3 separate regions of the Mus musculus genome follow, and all the other regions are linked to region 1. The links are chromatin contacts, called in public Hi-C and capture Hi-C maps. All regions are on one chromosome and are shown on one strand. The core of a region is the stretch at or near the end of the contact, and the rest is flanking DNA. Distances in the headings are between cores, read along the strand shown. Region 1 holds the start of Dapl1 (death associated protein-like 1). Region 2 holds the start of Cytip (cytohesin 1 interacting protein). Region 3 holds the start of Pla2r1 (phospholipase A2 receptor 1).

The links. Hi-C and Micro-C count contacts between places; a contact is called where the count stands out from the background. Capture Hi-C pulls out chosen DNA fragments and counts their contacts.
Region 2: a Hi-C map of CD8 T cells shows a contact between it and region 1, with 4 times the contacts expected there. The contact joins the promoter of Cytip here to the promoter of Dapl1 in region 1. A contact is called at or near these places in 1 of 39 promoter capture datasets (hippocampal neurons), 3 of 484 Hi-C or Micro-C datasets (CD4 T cells and CD8 T cells) and 5 of 115 datasets of contacts at active chromatin or transcription factors (CD4 single positive thymocytes, bone marrow-derived dendritic cells, memory CD8 T cells and 2 more).
Region 3: a capture Hi-C map of embryonic stem cells shows a contact between it and region 1, with 5 times the contacts expected there. The contact joins the promoter of Pla2r1 here to the promoter of Dapl1 in region 1. A contact is called at or near these places in 11 of 39 promoter capture datasets (the 3T3-L1 cell line, 3T3-L1-derived adipocytes, the C10 cell line and 6 more) and 2 of 9 other capture datasets (embryonic stem cells and liver).

The regions. Positions count from the first base shown.
Region 1 is chr2:59,483,028-59,486,292 of GRCm38.p6, reverse strand. It overlaps Dapl1 (death associated protein-like 1), which reads right to left and starts at 1,640. Exons shown (of 4, transcript NM_029723.3): 1 at 1,527-1,640. The coding sequence starts at 1,584.
Region 2 is chr2:58,158,492-58,161,756 of GRCm38.p6, reverse strand. It overlaps Cytip (cytohesin 1 interacting protein), which reads left to right and starts at 1,635. Exons shown (of 8, transcript NM_139200.4): 1 at 1,635-1,875. The coding sequence starts at 1,702.
Region 3 is chr2:60,551,651-60,554,915 of GRCm38.p6, reverse strand. It overlaps Pla2r1 (phospholipase A2 receptor 1), which reads left to right and starts at 1,608. Exons shown (of 30, transcript NM_008867.2): 1 at 1,608-1,906. The coding sequence starts at 1,786. Gm13583 (a long non-coding RNA gene) reads right to left here. Exons shown (of 3, transcript XR_374557.4): 3 at 1,900-2,128.

The DNA of each region.
Region 1 (3,265 bases), core at 391-2,890:
AGGGGCAATGGCTGGCTGGAATGTAAACAAATAAAATAAATTTTTAAAATGTTAAAAAAAAAAAGGTGAAGTTCAAACTCGACCTTGTCCGGTTCTGACGGCCACGCCTCCCCCTTCCCGCCATATGGCGTTAGCTTCCTGCTGTCAGACATCTGTATTTTGCTTCTAAATATCAGGTGAAGACTTAATAGAATTTTTGGCATCTTATTAGTTTTGTTCCATAAATAAAACTTTGCATCATTGAAAACTGGTTCAGACTTTAAATTAAAAAAAAAAAAAAGGTGATGGTGGTTGGGGGAAGACGAGCTGAAGGATGAAACCTCTTTGTTCTCTGGAGCTCAGTGGGAGAGCAAGCCTGCCTTCATCTCCATCCCAATTATCCCAAAGCCCTTATCTGCAGTGTCACAGTTCATAACAATTCATTGTCATGCCAGAGGCACTGTGACATGCTTGATAGAGTCATGGTGCGCTCTGTACACAGAGCAATTAGCAATCATTAGTGACAGGGACAGGAAGTTCCCCGGTGGTATCATTCAAACTCTCATTTAAGTTTAACTTTGTGCATGAATGTACTGTAGCAAATCGGATTTTTTAGTTGGATGGGAGTGGAGGCAGCAGAAGAGAGTGGTGGCATTTCTTTTTATCCATGCAATATATGAGTTCCTCTTCCAACAACGTGCCCGTTCGCTCCCAGACTCGTTTGCATCAAAACCTTTAAAATTTTAACATTAAAAACTGCTGAATCCAACTACAAGTGTGGAATGTCCGTAGACTGGCAAAGCAGACCGGCCATGGTGTGTAGAACGAGCCGGAAGACTCTGATTCTACTGGGCTGCCTTCTAGAAAGCTCTGGGTCTGTATCAGATCCTTGCCCTTTGCAAAGCCTGTGCCTGTCCTACCTGCCAGCAGCTAAGAGGCCTCCGCCTCCTCTTAGACCTGACAAAGAATTATACAAATAACTGGATTTGTAAATGGAGACAGGCAAGGACAAAGCAGCCAGGCTTTTGAGATGCCAGGGGAGAGGGATAGCAGTTGGAAGAATGTAAAACTGACTAAAAGTAGGCCTGTTCATGCTAGTCAAGCTATGTAAACATAGGCTTAGTTGCAGGAGAACCACTTTCTAGAGTCCACAGAGTTGACGTCAATAGCATGGATTTAAAAAAAAAAAAAAGGAAGGCTCTCTAGTTGTTAGAGCCCCTGCAGACAATGGGTGCTTATTAAAACCTGCTCCTCAGTTTATGGGTTGAGAGCATTGCCCAAGCCCAAAGACTCAAGAAGCAGAAACGGGGTACTGCTGTTCTCTTCATGGAAGTCAGTATGAGGTCAGCTAACCATGGGCATCTTGGAGAAAGGTAGGGCTCCCCAAGGTGGTAACCCCTAGGTGAGGGGTCACAACTAATCTACAACCATGGAGGAGCTCGGGCTGCTGGAAGTTAAAGCAACACTACTTCTGGGAGGATGGATGCCTCTCAGATGGAGTGTGGAAGCCTTTTTCGGTGGGAGCGAGGTCAGGTGGGGGAACCTACCTGCTGGGGCATACCGCCCTTTCAGCGGGGACGGCAGAACTTGTACTTCGTTTGCCATAGTGCCTGTGTGCCAGTGCCTTGCCGATGCTCTGAGGCTGAGTGCCAGTTGTAACTGGCTCATCTCACCTCACTAAGGCTTTATAGCTTCAGGGGGCGGGGCCCCTTGAGGGCATTGCTGAGCAACAACCAGGCTCATCATTAAGCTGCCCTGGAACCTGAGTCTCTTTGGCAAGCCTTCTCTTCTTTCGTTAGCCTGGGAAAGCCAGGTAGATGTTTACAGGACAGAGTGAGGTCTGAGGAGAGTGTAGAGAAGATCCAGTCTGGATGAATTCTTTCTTAACGTCAACGATTCTTCTCTCTGGTAAGAGCAGTGTTCCAGTGTGAGGTCCTTGTCACGTCCAGGGGTGTCACAATGGACAAGACAGAGTCTTTGCTTTAAGACATCTATAGTCTTTCTAAGAGACAATACAAGTGAGCACCTTTCCTTTCTAAGGGCTTCCCAGTGTTGAGCACTCATGCTAAGAAAAGAATTGCAGGTGTGGACAGAGACTTCTGTGCAAGTATAGTAATTATGTATTTCTTTTCTTTCTTATATTGTTTTATTTGTTTTAAAACAGGGCTCTTAAGAACTGAGCCACCTTTCCAGTCCTTTTGACTTCATTTCGAGACAGGGTCCTGTTAAGTTTCTCAAGCCAGCCCCAAACTTAGTCTTTTTGTCTCCACCTCCTCAGAGTTAGAATTATATGTACCTGTCATCACATCTACTATAAATATTCACCAAGCAGAGGCTTAGCTAAATTAAGATGTGATCAAGAGAATGCTGTGTAGTGCATATTCCAAATCATGTTTCAACTAATACTCATTGATGCAGAAATATCGGTGGTAATATAGTGAAATGGTAACCAATAGATGCAACTTTTTGCTAAGAACGTATGAGTTAAAGCATATTGCTGTACCTCCAGGGCCAACATTTAGCAGACAGTACTTGGACAAACTGTTCTTCCATCAAAAACTGCCCTTCGACTAGGCGTGACAGTATATGCCTTTAATCCCAGCACTTGGGAGGCAGAGGCAGGTGGATCTCTGTGAGTTCGAGGCCAGTCTGGCCTATGTAGAGAGACCCTGTCTCAAAAACAAACAAAACAAAACAAACAAACAAAACCCCTAAATGTTAATGATGATGTTAGAGCAATAGGAGCTTTTATACATGGTTATGAGAATACAAAAAAAGTAAAATGTTAGAAGTCAATTCAACATACTTAGCACATATTGTGCAACCAATAATCAAATTGCAGGGAATTCTAAGAGAAATAAAAACTTTTATACACAGAACCCTGTGTACAGATGTCTAGAGTACTTCTCTTCAAGAGTGAAAGAAGTTAAACACAACCCCAGAGCCCATTAAATGCAGAGTAGACAAACAGCTTGTGTTACATGCACACAACAACATACAACTCAGGAGTAGGAATGCTCTGTACAGAGGAACCCCAAAGACACTATGCAATATTAAGTATGCTAGATTAAAAAAATCAGAACATAGATCACGTTGCTTGCTGTATAATTTCATACATGATACAAGCTGGATGTGATGACTCACACCTGCAATCCTAACTCTGAGGAGGCAGGGACATACGACTAAGTGTGGTGGGGCTGGCCTGAGAAATTTAACAGGACCCTGTCTCAAAATAAAAGTCAAAAGGACTGGAAAGGTGGCTCAGCTCTTAAGAACAATGCTCTTA
Region 2 (3,265 bases), core at 386-2,885, 1.3 Mb after region 1:
GTGTAGTAAGTGGCACGATGCAGGCCTCAAGAATCAGAAGAGAGACCCGAACCATCATGGTTGGCCAGTTCGTAAATACATTCATGGGTGTGGCCTGACTGATGTGTATGGGCAGGGAGCAGATGTGCCTTTGTTTTTTTTTAATACTAGTGGAATATAAATGTAAATGTAGTTATTGAAAGAGTCAGCATGTTAGGTGCATTTTATGGCATATAGTGAAACATGCTTCCAGTCAATCATTAATGTCTGCAATCTACAGACTAATACCTCATAACACTGAATTTGTACAGTTACTGTTTTCATCTATAGAACTTGGCTTGATTCAATGTTTGCAAGTATTAACACATTTACCTGACTGTAAAATTCCTAGAGGAAAAAAAAAATTGTTAAGCTACCAAAGTTACCAGCACTTTCTTTTGAATTACACATATCTGCCCCCTAGAAGGATGTGTGCTTGTAATCTCCAACTTAGATTTTATATGTTTTAAGGGACATCGTCTTCTTTCTATTCTTATTCAGTTCCAACAGTAAGGAGTCATGCTGTGTTAGAGCGTTACCGTTCTCCGATCCGGCTTCCTCTTTTCATTAATTCTGACGACTTTATGACTCACACTTGGCCAGTTCTGCTTGGGTTGAACCCACTTCGAGTTCTAGTGCACGCATTCCATTCTAGCTCGGAGCTTTTCTAACTCTTGTAAACTCTAGTAGTGACCTTCCAAACGACTTTTACGTGCGTGTTTGACTTCTGTGCTATTTAAAACTTCTCCTTTTTATTTTTGCTTTGATTCTGCCTTTTACGTACTTTCCTGCTTCTGGGTGAAACCCGTTATCTTCAACTACTTGAAAAATACAAAATTTAAAAAATAAAAAAAGCAACTGTTTTCAAGTCCCTCCCCCCACCGTGATGGCACACTGCCACAGGAACCATCCTGTGTTATCTCAGCTTGACTACCCCCTTCTTTCCCACTGCTTTCTTCCCCCCTAAAGTTGTAGGTATGAGTAGCCCCAGATACGAACAATGTTCTGCACTAAATACGCTGCCTTTCCTTCCCCTCCCCGTTATGTTCTTATAAAGCTGATGGGTAATTGCGGTAAGAATAAAGCGGCATAAAGGCAATTAGGTGAATGTCAAACGGCTACAGCTCTAGGGACAGAATGCATTTTTGATGAACTTTAATGAGGTAGAGGGAGGAACACCACAAGGACTTTACCAGAGAACAACCTGGCCAGCACCTGTGACATTTACAGCCAAAAGAGTGAGTGAGGGCACAGTCTGTTAAGTGCACGGGGGTGCTAATATTAAATGAGCAAACGGGTAGGAAGCAAATGAGCGAACTTGAACAAAGTTGTTTTCTTTTCTTTTCTTTCTCTGGAAAATTCTGTTTTGAGTACCCGTAGCCATAGAGTATCAAACTCTATGTTCCGGCTGTTTGAGGGAGGAAAAGTACACTGATTTTTTTCTTTTTCTTTTTTTTTTTTTTTAATTGTAGAAAAGGAACGCAAGGTTCTCTCAGGAGCACTGGAGAGTAGGAGTGACCTCCTCTATAGGCTTTGTGCAACAGTGTCTCAAACCACAGCAGTCACATGGGTTCTGTTGGCTTTGCTACTTTTTCGACTGCGTGTCAGAGGGCTGTGCATTTCGCTTCCTCCCTCCTGCAAGGCCAGGGAACCATGTGTTGGCGGGATTAATCTTTGCCCACAATGTCTCTGCAAAGGTTTCTGCAGCGGCAGGGCAGCAATGGCAATTTGGAGTACTGTGCTGACTCTGCCTACGGCTCCTACTCCGTCCTCACGGGCCAGCTCACGATGGAAGACAACCGAAGGATTCAAGTGCTGGCAGACACTGTAGCTACTTTGCCCCGGGGACGAAAGCAGGTAAGGTTGCTGCGCTGTCTAGAGTGTTCACGTTTGCCTGACCTCTGCTGAAAGTGGTACCTGCTCCTGCGTGTCTCTGTTAACTTTGACTACCAGCCTTATTCCCCGCGCTTAGGAGTCATTTCGGTTCTTATTCAAAGGAGAGTTCTTTTCCCTGAGGAGAACCTCTGTCTACTACCCAATTAACTTAGGAGTTAATGACTGAGAGTACATGTGAGGGGGGAGGTGACATGTCTACCAGAGATAGTATCACAGTTGAAGGATAGAAAAACAGTCACTTTTTTTTTTTTTTAAAGTAAGACTCAAATATTTATCTTCATTTAAAGATGTGCTCAGGTAAAATGAAAGTTGTTGAGAACAATGAACATGAAGGTCGTTTACAGGTACACAACCCACACGATCAACACTCCTCCGTTTGTGTGTCTGTTCATTGTCTCCCTCTGGGCTTACCTCCAGGCCCCGTCAGTTCACAATCGAGAGAAGACTTCTCCTTGAACACTACCTCTGTCAGCCAAGTGAATTCTTCAGTCCTGGAGCAATGATAGAACCTTGGGCTATTGGGAAGTAGGACTATTTCGGGGAGGTGAATGGGCTGCTTGGTAGCTGTGGCATACAGAGCAAGTTGGTAGCTGCCCCCCTCACATTATGTCTTTCTGAAAAGGAAGCTATCAAACTAAACTCCATTCACTTGATTAGGTAACAGCAGAAACAACTTCCTTGAACCCTCTGCCCTTTAAGTAAGGAAATGTACAGGGCACTCAGCACTCAATAAAGGCTGTTCGAAAATTTTTATGAAATGTCTTTAGAGATGAAAACTCAACTGGAAAAGTATGTGTCTAGTGAATTTGTTCTGAATCTTTGGTCTTCCATTTGTAATACATAAGAATGAACTATATACCACTTTATGTATTTTGATCATATACTTTTCTATAAGGTCCAAGGTGTGTATTTGAATTTATATAAACAGTCATGCACAAGATGTTTAGAACTGACTTAAAACACAGCTTTGTGGCTTACTACATTGTGCATATTGTGTTCTCCTCTGAGCTCATCTAACTTCAGCATTACAAAGTTGAAGCGTAGGGGAGAGTCAGGACCTGATGTGGTGAGTGGATTCCTTGGCATTTTCCACAGTGATGAAGCTCATTTGCTAGTAGTTGATTGTCATTCTCAATCCAACGTGTTTTTATAATACAAAGTTTGGTGAACATCTGTATCGATTTATAAATGGGCAACACAGGAAACGCCAACGGGTTTACTCAGATTCTAAACAGAGAGCAGTCTGTTTCTCTTTCTATTTAATACAAAGCCATTACACCAAATTCTGATCATTTGCTATCCTACTATTTGTTCTCGGCATATATCACTTACCAGGAAAAATACTGTTAAT
Region 3 (3,265 bases), core at 359-2,858, 1.1 Mb before region 1:
GTTCCAGCTTGTCACACATCCTCTCTGATAAATGCTTCATCCTAACCTTTGTTTCTCACCACTTCTGGTCTCAGCCAGCCTCTCCTTCCCACATCACCACTCGTGGTGTGACCATCAGAGCCCATTCCAGTTCCTCCTGTCTTGCTCCCCTTTGGTCTCACTGCCCTGCTTCCTTCAGAGATTAATATCAGCAACCAACTCGGTTATCTAATTAGGCCACATGGATTGCATCTGCCTGCCACAACTGATGCCAGTCATCTTAATGAGGACTGAATCTTCCCACTACAGGCAACATTCCCACAGTAGTGTGGTTCGAGGCCAACAGAGAGAAAGTCGGGGTTGGTGACTGCAGACTGTGTGGTATGCGGTGCTCACAACATGCGTTTTCTGCCTATTGTCAGGAAAGACTTCTGTGTATACTGCTATTCTATAGACTCGAGAAGTACACATTGAGTCTTCTCTCGTCTTCCTCTTCAGCCTTAGTCCTTCAATTTCCTTCTCAGAGGACAACCAGACATCTTTCCTTAAGCCATGCCCCTGATACCTCCAATCCCAAGACTTCTCAAGACTCTCACTGTGACTGAAGTATACACATCTTGCTAGCTCACAGAACTCAAGGCTTACTTAACCTCCACCAGCAAGCTGTCTAGGTTCCAGCAAGACTAAGGCCCTATCTCCCTCCGACCATCACTCCTGGCTATGCATACCTTGTAGGCAGAGGCATATTTCCTGAGTCTGGCACTGTAATTGTCGGTTTTGTTATTGGCAAAGTAAGACAGGTCCTCCAAGATCCCATCATCTGTCCTCCTTTCCCCCAGGTTCCCTTTTACTGTCTTCCCACTTCTGTTTTACCCGCTATGCCAAGGTCTTACTTAGGCAAGGGCCTTGTATCAGACTGCTTGCTCTCTTATGTATTGAATGCTTCCTGTATAATAAATGTTAGTTATTTGGCGGGGAAGGTGGGCAGTTAGAAAGACTGCGACTGGTCACGGTTTGGGCAGCCTGATGTTTTGTATTTATTTGTTGTTGTCTACTAATTTAGGGAGTAAGTTTTGTTGAGTTAAGGAGTAACCGAGATCCAGTCACACACCTTTCTGACTGGGTTCTTCAACTCTACAGTGTGGGATATTTGATTAGATGAAGATGATCTAAGAAAACGGAAGCCTGGGGTTATTTTAAAATAGGATAAAGCTGGATACTGAAGGTGACTTCTGGTTACTCTGGAGCAATGTTGAAGACCAGGTTGGGCCCCTAGGTGTCTCCTGTGCTCTGCATTCCAGAGGCATCCCGGGCCTGAGTTCACCCGGCAGCTCTTTTGACTCCTCTGCCGGCAGCCAAACCCTTGCAAATCCAGTGGGCAGGTTTCTTCTCCTGGAGAGGATTAGCTCGCTCACCCACACTGGGGACGGGTGACCAGGAATTGCAGCAAATCCGAGAGAGAAGTTTGAGCACTCATGGAGCAGGGAAGGGGAGCCACGGTGCTGCTTTAGCCCTACTTTCTCCTAACCCCAAAAGGCCAGAGTGTTTAAGCTGCACAGGGCCCGGCCCTTTTTCCTGCTCCCTCCCCAAAGCAGTGTGGGCGGGGCGGCGAAAACTCCGCTATTTGCGTCTCCACGCCCAGAGTCCCAAGTGTACACGCTGTGGCGACAAGGGAGGCGAGTTCATCTCCAGGGCTCTGGGATGGCGTGGTCCTCAAGAAGAGTGGTAGCTTCTCTTGCCTCCTGCAGCCTAGTCCAGAGCAGGGGACACGGTTCTGATTCCCGTGGGTGTCACCTAGCGTGCCTGATGGTGCAATGGTTAGCGATGCTGCAGCTGCTCTGGCTGCAACAGCTGCTGCTGCTGGGGATTCACCAGGGCATCGCCCAAGATTTGACTCACATCCAGGAACCGTCCCTCGAGTGGCGTGGTGAGTGTCCGCAGCGCCGAACTGGGGGCTGATTGGCACCCGGGACTCGGGGCGGAAAACGGGTAGGAGTTGAGCAAGACAAGTAAGAGCAAGGCCTAGTTTGTATTGTGGTTGCTTGTGTACTGTCCCGGGGCAGATGGGACAGTCTCTTCCGCACATCCTCTTGTCCTCCAAATTAGGGCGAGGTAAGGGGCAGGGTCTTGCCTTCCAGGCTTGCGGGACCTAGGAGAGTAGAAATAGTTTCAAAATGCAAACTTTACACGGGTTGATTAAGAGGGTCACCTTTCAGATAATGCTGACAAAAAGATGTCTTCTTTCATTACCTTCCAAAGGGAGAAGTTGGATCTACATTCTACAGATAACCCCCAAACAGGCCTGTCTGCTACGCCCCTTGGGGAGGCGGGGCTCAGTGGGGTGGACAGCGATGGGATTTGTACCTTCTGGTCCTCCGTTTCTCTAGGCTGAACAATGGCTCTATAATATTCATGAACCACTGACAAATAAGTTACACAGCCCCCGACACGCGTACAAACTGATAAATGCAGCATCGGTTTGAGCATCAGCCCACATACAGTAAGGCCCCAACGTGAGCATAGAAGGAAGCCCAAGGAAAAGAATCAGTGTCCGCAAGGAGCAACTCAGGCCCGAGTCTCTGAGACATAAAAGGTGTGTCCCTGAACGCGTGACTGTGCCGTGATCAAAGGCAAGCAGGTGGCCTTAAACCAGAAGGAGCCTCCTGGCAGCTCCTGTGCGTTCTGTCCTAGGAAAACCTTTGGCGAAGAGGCATAAAACAAGATGTAATCCAGTTCTTTGTTCTTTTATTTTTCCTTCAACATATGCACACATTTTTAAGTTGTTTTTTTTTTTTTTTTTTTCCCTCAGTTGTACTTCAGAGCACTCTAGGGGCTTTATCCTCACCAAGGCTAAACCACACCAGCTCTTCCTATTCTGGAGCAGCCAGAAATGCTCTTAGGTATTTTTCAGTTAAGTAAAACTCTAAGTACACAGGGGCAAGCATATGCATAGATAGGCAGTTGGCCACTTTGTATCTTAGCGTGGAGATCCTGCCTGGGCTTAAGTGTTAGGAAAGGGCAGCAGCTTGTGAGACTAGCTGGGACTCAGCCACAGGAAGCCTGATCCGAGATCCTCCCAGTCAGGGTCAGCACCCACTGGGAGCTAATCCTTTCTATATTTGGCAGACCCAAATCCTGACCTGAGATAGTGGCTGAAGAGGCCTTCTTTTCCATAATCAAGGGCACTTTGAATATGAAAACAACCAGCTCCCTGCCATACTCCCCAGGTACAGCCTGCAAATCTGGAGTTCAACATTGCAGACCCAGAGATTCTCCAAACACAGGC